2 separate regions of the Gossypium hirsutum genome follow, and region 2 is linked to region 1. A link is a contact called in public Hi-C data. All regions are on one chromosome and are shown on one strand. Each heading gives the region's core, a stretch centred on a gene start, on an enhancer-like site or on the middle of the called end of the contact. The rest is flanking DNA. Distances are from core to core; before and after follow the strand shown. Region 1 holds the start of LOC107924815 (late embryogenesis abundant protein At5g17165). Region 2 holds the start of LOC107924794.

Region 1 (3,763 bases), core at 158-2,657:
TAATTAAAAACACTTTTTATATGGAGATATTTCATGCAATTATAGATTTATTTATAAGAATATCACCACAAAGTTATCAAAGACAACCATAATACCAAGATTCAAACTTATTAATTGCTACTACTTTTCATTATCACCAATTCCCAAAATACTCACATCCAAACTACATCTTAATCCAGGGAGATAATCATGAGATAAGAGGCTCACTTCAAGCCCTCCTCCATCTATAATTACCTCTTCTTCCAAGAAGAGCAGGTAAGTGTATGAGACTAGAATTTTAGTCTGGCAAGCCGCACAACCTTAAGTGATTTCTTTGCTTCCAAGTTCACCTAAGTTAGTTTAACTCTTGAAAAATGAAAATTCACAAGAGAAATTCTCTAAGGTACCAAAATGGAGTGGAATCAACTCAAAAAGACAAAGAGACTTGAATCGAACAGAAGTTCGAAAAGTGTTTGAATAAATGTTTTCAAATATATTCAATAACTTTGAATAGAATACAATAAAGGAAGTGATTACAAATAAGTGGGAATAGCTCTATTTATAGTTAATCTCACCTAGATCCAATGGTATAGATTGAATTACATCAACGGTTGAGATTAGTACCTATCTACAATATGAGAGTCCTAAGAGATTTAAACTCTATGCAATTTTATCCCTTAAGATTTACATTAACCATGGTAACTCTAGTTTTATTAGAGTGGTTCATTGTGCCTGTAAGGCTTTAAATAGACAGGTTTCTTCATATGTTCCTTGAATTTGGGTCAATTCAAATTTACAAAATGAGCCACATTTAATCAATTAAACTCTATAGGACACTCTATGCGCATTCTTCACGAACTTTGATCTACAACCGGTGACATAAAAAGGAAGATAGTATCAACAATTGCTCAAACACAATCTCTACTCTATAAAACCATTGTTTTCAACAATCCTTCATACCAACCACGATGTAAACCGCCTTTATTCTCATGGCTCTTCACACTCTTACGGTGTAAACTATCATTATTGTATGCTTTGCAACTTGTATGGCTTAAATGTTATAAAACCTGACGTAATATTTTAATAAACTAAACATAATATTGTAAGTAATTTAGTTGACTGAGATAATTGTATAATTTATCTATACCTATACTTAAAAAAATTGATTGAATTTATACACGAATTGATCAAACACCAATTCAACTAAAACATAATTAAAAAAAATCATCTTTTATAAAATAATAAGTATTAACACATAATGATCAATGAAATTTGAGTTTAGAACATCACGATTTCTAAAATATTAAGTTTATTATTTTAATCAAAATCTCATCTAATTTTTATTTTATATTTTTATAAATATATTTTGACTCTTTTTTTCGCTGATTATAAATTTGATTATATTGATGTTGCAAGTCTCCTAATCCATAACAAAATATACCATTTTAATAAAAAAATTAATACAAAATTTCCGTCATAACGGCTGAGTGAAAGAAGACGGTTTGTTGGTGTAGGTGGGGTTAGCGGTTAGGTGCGGTGTTAGGCCGGTGAGGAGAATGTAGTGTGAGTTTGCCATCTCCATCATCCATCCTTAGCTCTCTTGATTTATATATATACACACACTCCGTTGTAGAAAGGAAATATATTCCCATCTTCAACCGTTGCCTTATTGTTTCTTCCTCTTTTAGATTTTCTTTCTCTCCGTTTTCTTTCCTTACTTGTATGGCAGCCAATTTGAAGAGTGGTGGAGGGATCGCCAGCTTGGGGAAGCGACTTCTTAACCGCACCTCCACTCGCACCCCTTCTCTTTTCATCTCCACTTCTTCACCTACCAGGTTCTTTCTTAATTTTTCCTTGATCACAGTGCCATTTGATGTGATTTTGCTTGCTGCTACTTCAATTTCTTCCTTGATAAATTTGCCTTGGCATGATTTCCTGATAAGCTTGTTTAGTTTTAATTTATATTAATTTGAAAAATTTCTCCCTAAGATATGATCGTTTTACATCAACAAATTATGAAGTTTTCATTAAAACTGAGTCTCATGTGAATAACTGAATTCGATGTATCAATTACTTTCCATTATATAAGTAGTATCACTAAATTCTTGTAAATCAATTACTATCGCAGGAAATTTTTAGGAATATTTCGTTTTCTTTTTTTATCACAATATCATCATCACTTGCTATTTTTGTTTTGATTTTTTTTTCCTCTGTAAATTTTAACTTAGTTACTAAATTAAAAGTGTAAGTATGTTTTTAATATTCATGAAAGTTGTTTGAATTGGATTTAATACCGATAATCGAACCGAAAATTAATCAAGTATCGGTCTAAAAAAATATTGAACCAGTTGAAAATATTTATTATTTTTAATAATTTACTAAATTAAATTAATGAATTATTAAACCGACGAATCGGTGATTGTAGAAAAAACATGGTTAGTAAGCGTTAAAATTAAAGAGAGTAAGTGTTTGTCGGGTTAATCGAGAAATCTCGTACAGAGTGAAAATGCCGTACTCGGTGGAGGGGTGGGTGGGGAAGGTAAAGGCTAACTGGATAAGGACGCATTTCCACTCTTTGTCTCCTATTGGACACCCGTCTTTTATTGGGGGCACTCATCGTTTTTTACGCAACCCCTTCATTTCTTTCTTTATCTTTTTATTTTTCTGCCTTTCAACAATTAAATATTTTAAGAAATCCATTTCTTACTGCTTTATAAAGATAATAATGTCGGTAGAACACTCCTGTGTAGTATTATAGTTACCTTCACATCATAGTTCTGTGTTATTTTAAATTAATTATAATAAATGTCTAAAAATGAATGGTCTAATTTCATTAATATTGACTCATTGAGTGGTAGGAATGCAAATCACGTTGGATTGGACATATATCAATGGCTAGAAATGGCAATGATCATTTTATATTTATTTATAATATTCAAGATTTTCAACGCTTGGATTAGATTGTCAAGTTTCTGAAAGTTTGAGTAGACAGGGAATTTTTTTTTCATCAAATTCATATTTTCAGTGAAAAAGAAGTTTAATTATTAAATATATATAATTTAATATAAAAATTAGTAAAAATATTAATTTAGAAGTGTAATTTTTAACATAAAATTAATTTATCTTTTGTTTTTCAATTCACTAAAACCTTTATTTCTTATTACAAAGCAGCACTCATAAATTGGATTGATTTTTTTTAATTGCTGATCACGTGTTTTAACAATCCATTGTTTTGCGGAATATCCTAATCCATGCTTTTGATGCTTTACCTGCCCCTCACTCTCTGCCAAAGATTTGCACACCTACCCTCGCTCTCTTTTCTACTGTTATTTACTCAACTTGTAAATTTTAATTAAGGACCCAATTTGAACCTTTTAATTAAATTAAAAGAGTAATATTAATTGCTGTTTATAGGCAATTAGGCTTCTGAAGATGAGGATTTAATTAGTATTTACTGTTATAGGATTATAAACATTCGTTAATCCAACACTTGATAAAACGAATTTCAACTCTAAAATAGCTGGTCTAAATTTGTAAATTTTGATAAAAAAAATGTAATAATTGAATGCATCCAAATTTTAAATTTTTTTCTGTTTTTGACCGTTTATACAAGGAACTGGTTACTCCAGTTTTTTAAGTAACAAAAACTAGAAATTAATCTTGCTTCTCATTATATGCATGACTGTTTTAATTAATATGATTATGTGGTTGTAGCAACTCGGACGGATTGAAATCAAGTAAAACAAGTGATTTTGATCTTATTTTCGGTGATTTTTTTTATTTA
Region 2 (3,804 bases), core at 852-3,351, 220 kb before region 1:
GTTCTAGGATTAGTCCCAAACTACTCCCGATGTATGTTTTAGGCCTCGTAGGCCTATATAAGGGACAATTTGCATGTGTATGAATGGTTTTAAATTGAACGAAGTTTTATGGACGGTTGTGTATGTTTGCTGGTGTTTAAGTCCGGTAATACCTCGTATCCTATCCCGGTGTCAGACATGGGTAAGGGGTGTTACAAGGATCATATTGGGAGAACGGATTTATCCCAAAGAGATTAAGGATATCCTATAAGGGTAACACACTTATGACAAGGTCATTGGATGAGCACTGATTGAGTTGCTTTTGTAATGGTATGTCGTTGAGGAAAGCTCAATCACGATACTCTAGTGGAATAACTTCGTGACTAAATGAGTTTATAATTAATAGATGAAAAGCGAGAACTTAATTATAAAATATTTGAGCCCTAATTACATATGTTCAATCGGTCTTTCTGCTACCTCGTTGAGACCATAAATGAATTGCATGTTGAATCAAATTAACAGAAATGAAAAGAAATGGTGAAAATGGAAACATGAGAAATATTTGGAAATGAATGTGGTTTTCTCCAAAATGAAAATGACTTGGAAATGAATTATGGTTTTTCAAAAATGGAAATAAATCATTTGGTCATAGTGGACCCAAAATGTTAAATATATTTTCTTATAGATTCTTTTACGACAAGGTCTTCATGATTTAACAGAATTAGGATTGGGTTGAGAAAATTATTTAATTGGGAAATTAATTTAAATTAATTTGAGATGTTTATTTTGGGAAATAGAAAAATATATATTAGGTTGGACCGAATTATGAAATACTGGGTTAAAAATTCAAGAAGTATTTGTAATTGGACCCGTTATGAGAAGGGCCCAAAGCCCCTCATGTTAAAGGGTTGAACAGCAAACCCTAGTATTATTAATTACGGTTGTCACCCCCAATACTTCTAGTTAGACTTGGAGTTTATTTTTCTATTTGAAATAGATTTCTACAATTCAACAAGAGTTTTACTTCTTCTCTCTATAAGTAGATGACACCAGTAGGGCTAATTACACAATTTTAAGATGTTGTTATTTTGCATGAAAATAGTGAGAGTTTATTCTCTAAATATTAAATCTATTTTCCGGAATAACAATTTTGTTGGTTTCTATTAAGAAGAGATTTTACTTTCACACTGAAAGTAAAGAAAACTATTTTTGGTACTGTATTTGATTTGAATCATTCAAGCCTACACTCAAAGTAGTTCGTAGTATAAGAATAGTGGAGAAGGCCGTTCGGTTGAAAGTTAAAAAAGACAAGGATCAGTCTAATTGAAAACACAGGTGTAATTTCGATAAAGGGTTCATTGCTATAAATATTACAAATCAATTTAGTTTTTAAAATTTTTATTTTCTGCTATACAAGAAAACCATTTTTGAACCATATTTTTTTCAAGATTAACTGCCTTTAGTTTAGTTGTTGCATGAATTGTTTAAACATCTCTAGGGACAAATTTAGACAATTAAAATGCGGTGTGTTTTGTTCGCATTTGTGACTTGTTTAATTTTTGTTGGTTTCCTATCAACAAATAATTTTTTATTTGAGCTGAAACTGTTTTTATTATATTTGACGGGAGAAGGAAGAGGAGTGGTTTATTGACAGCAAACTTTAGCCTTAACTTGTTTGAATTAGTTTTACATAGTGCTAAAATTGTTTTTAAATTTGCTTGGAACTGAATTTTAGCATTTGAAATTTAAATTATAGATAAAGGATTTAATATAAACCATATCTTATTGACTCTAGATAATAAATAGGCGAGAATAATTTTTTATTCTACGTCATTCTTATCATTTTCTGATAAGAGGATGACAAATCAGATTTTTTCTTTTAATTTTCTAATAAATGCTAAAAATTAGGAATAAAAATCTAATTTGTCATTCTCATATTATAAAAGGATAAGAATAACGTGAAATTACAGTTTTATACAATCATTTTTCTTTAAATAAATAAGCTAGTTGAATGTTATTTTGAGTCATCTCTTTTGGAGTTCTTATGTGAAAGATTATTTTGTAATTTCCTACTATTTACAGCTACAATTATTTTGTAAATAATGTTTGAGACAATCAATTGGAACATAACAGCAAACCGATTTTTTTTTTCAAAAATCAATATTTCTTATAGTTCGAAAAGTATTAATTATACATAACTATATTTTAAAAAGAAAATGTAACTCGCCAATACTTAATAAATAATAATAATAATAAATAAATACTGATTTGTGGAATTGAGAGGAGTGGCCTAGGAAGGGCGTGTGGCTGTCAGCATATGCCTGCTTTATCTAGTCATACCCTCCTTTTGTATCCACACAACTTGAACAACACCAAAGCAGCCACGCCACCTCACTCAACAAAGCCCATAACTAAACCTCTCAAATCCTTTTCTTTTCCTGTTTTCTCTTCCACTGCCAATTGTTCAACCATGTCATCAGCTGTGATTGCAGGTGCCTCTTCTTCTTGTTCTGCCGCCTTCACCAGCAGGAAGAACTACTCCAACAAAACTACCTCCACCCCTTCTCCCAAGGCATTCAATACTTCACAGGTATGACTGTTTGTCATGTCATCTGAATCCTCTCTCAAACTGCTTTCACTTCAGTACCCAATTAACTGAAACCTCTCATTTTGTCCCATGCATGTACAGAAAACCGCACTCCAAGGCTTGTCTCTTCAAGAGGCCAAAGGGGGTATCTCAGATTTCTTCATAGCTGAGAAAAAGAGCAGTGTCTGTTCCAGTCATGTAGGAAGAGGACTTGAGATCACTGCAAGAACTGCCGGTGCTTCAAAAACTATAGAGGTTGAGGTTGACAAGCCTTTAGGTTTGACATTAGGTCAGAAGCAAGGAGGTGGTGTAGTTATCACTGTAAGTTTTGATGTTTCTTCCATCATTGATGTGACAGTATTTTGGCCTTTTCTCTTTCCAATTCAATGTGGTTTTTTAAATGGATGGATACAACTACAGGCTGTTGATGGGGGTGGGAATGCAGCAAAAGCAGGGCTTAAGGCAGGGGATCAGGTACTTTACACTAGCAGTTTCTTTGGGGATGAACTTTGGCCTGCAGATAAGCTTGGGTTCACTAAAACTGCCATACAGGCAAAGCCCGATTCTGTATATTTTGTTGTTAGCAGGTTTGCTTTCTTATCTAAATTTCACTTCTTATCATTTATCTAAATTTAGTTGTATAATTTCAGTGAATAGGTAGAAAGGAGGAAGCTTTTGTTGATAATTTGATATAAATTCATGGAATAACAAAGAAGACGGTAAAATTTCTTCTTTGTTGTGGGTTACAAAGTCACAAATTTTAGTCAATAAAAGGTTATTTCTCACTTTATAGATTTAAATACAAACTCATTTATTGAATATGATTGTCCCATGGGGAATAATCCATGAATGGATTAGGCTTCATGCCAAGAAAACGTGCTATAGTGTGTAGTGAAGCAAATCAAGATATAGTAGTATATGATCTCCTTTTGCACTTTCGAATTTTGGCCATTCACTAAAATGAGGGAGCTTACCAGAGGGTTTAGACAAACAAGGGTCCTTTTCTTCTGTTCTTTTTCTTTCCTTTTCCCAATGGAAATATTGCAGCTAAACCTCCTCTAGGATGTTATTTTTCTTTTTTCCTTGAAGAATATGGATACCGATTCACTTTGAGAAAGGAGACAGTGATATGTTGGCATAGCTGCTATACTGCTACTAAGTCTATTTTTATTATTCTCTTAAATGAAGAAGTCCAGTAAAGATTGCCAATAAAAATGACTTCTGGTTGAGCTCATAGC

Evidence for each region. Hi-C and Micro-C count contacts between places; a contact is called where the count stands out from the background.
Region 2: a Hi-C map of leaf shows a contact between it and region 1, with 2.9 times the contacts expected there. The contact joins the promoter of LOC107924794 here to the promoter of LOC107924815 in region 1. A contact is called at or near these places in 2 of 34 Hi-C or Micro-C datasets (both in leaf).

Annotation. Positions count from the first base shown.
Region 1 is chrA02:101,446,757-101,450,519 of Gossypium_hirsutum_v2.1, reverse strand. It overlaps LOC107924815 (late embryogenesis abundant protein At5g17165), which reads left to right and starts at 1,407. Exons shown (of 2, transcript XM_016855419.2): 1 at 1,407-1,814. The coding sequence starts at 1,702.
Region 2 is chrA02:101,666,412-101,670,215 of Gossypium_hirsutum_v2.1, reverse strand. It overlaps LOC107924794, which reads left to right and starts at 2,101. Exons shown (of 6, transcript XM_016855390.2): 1 at 2,101-2,569; 2 at 2,669-2,887; 3 at 2,987-3,153. The coding sequence starts at 2,297.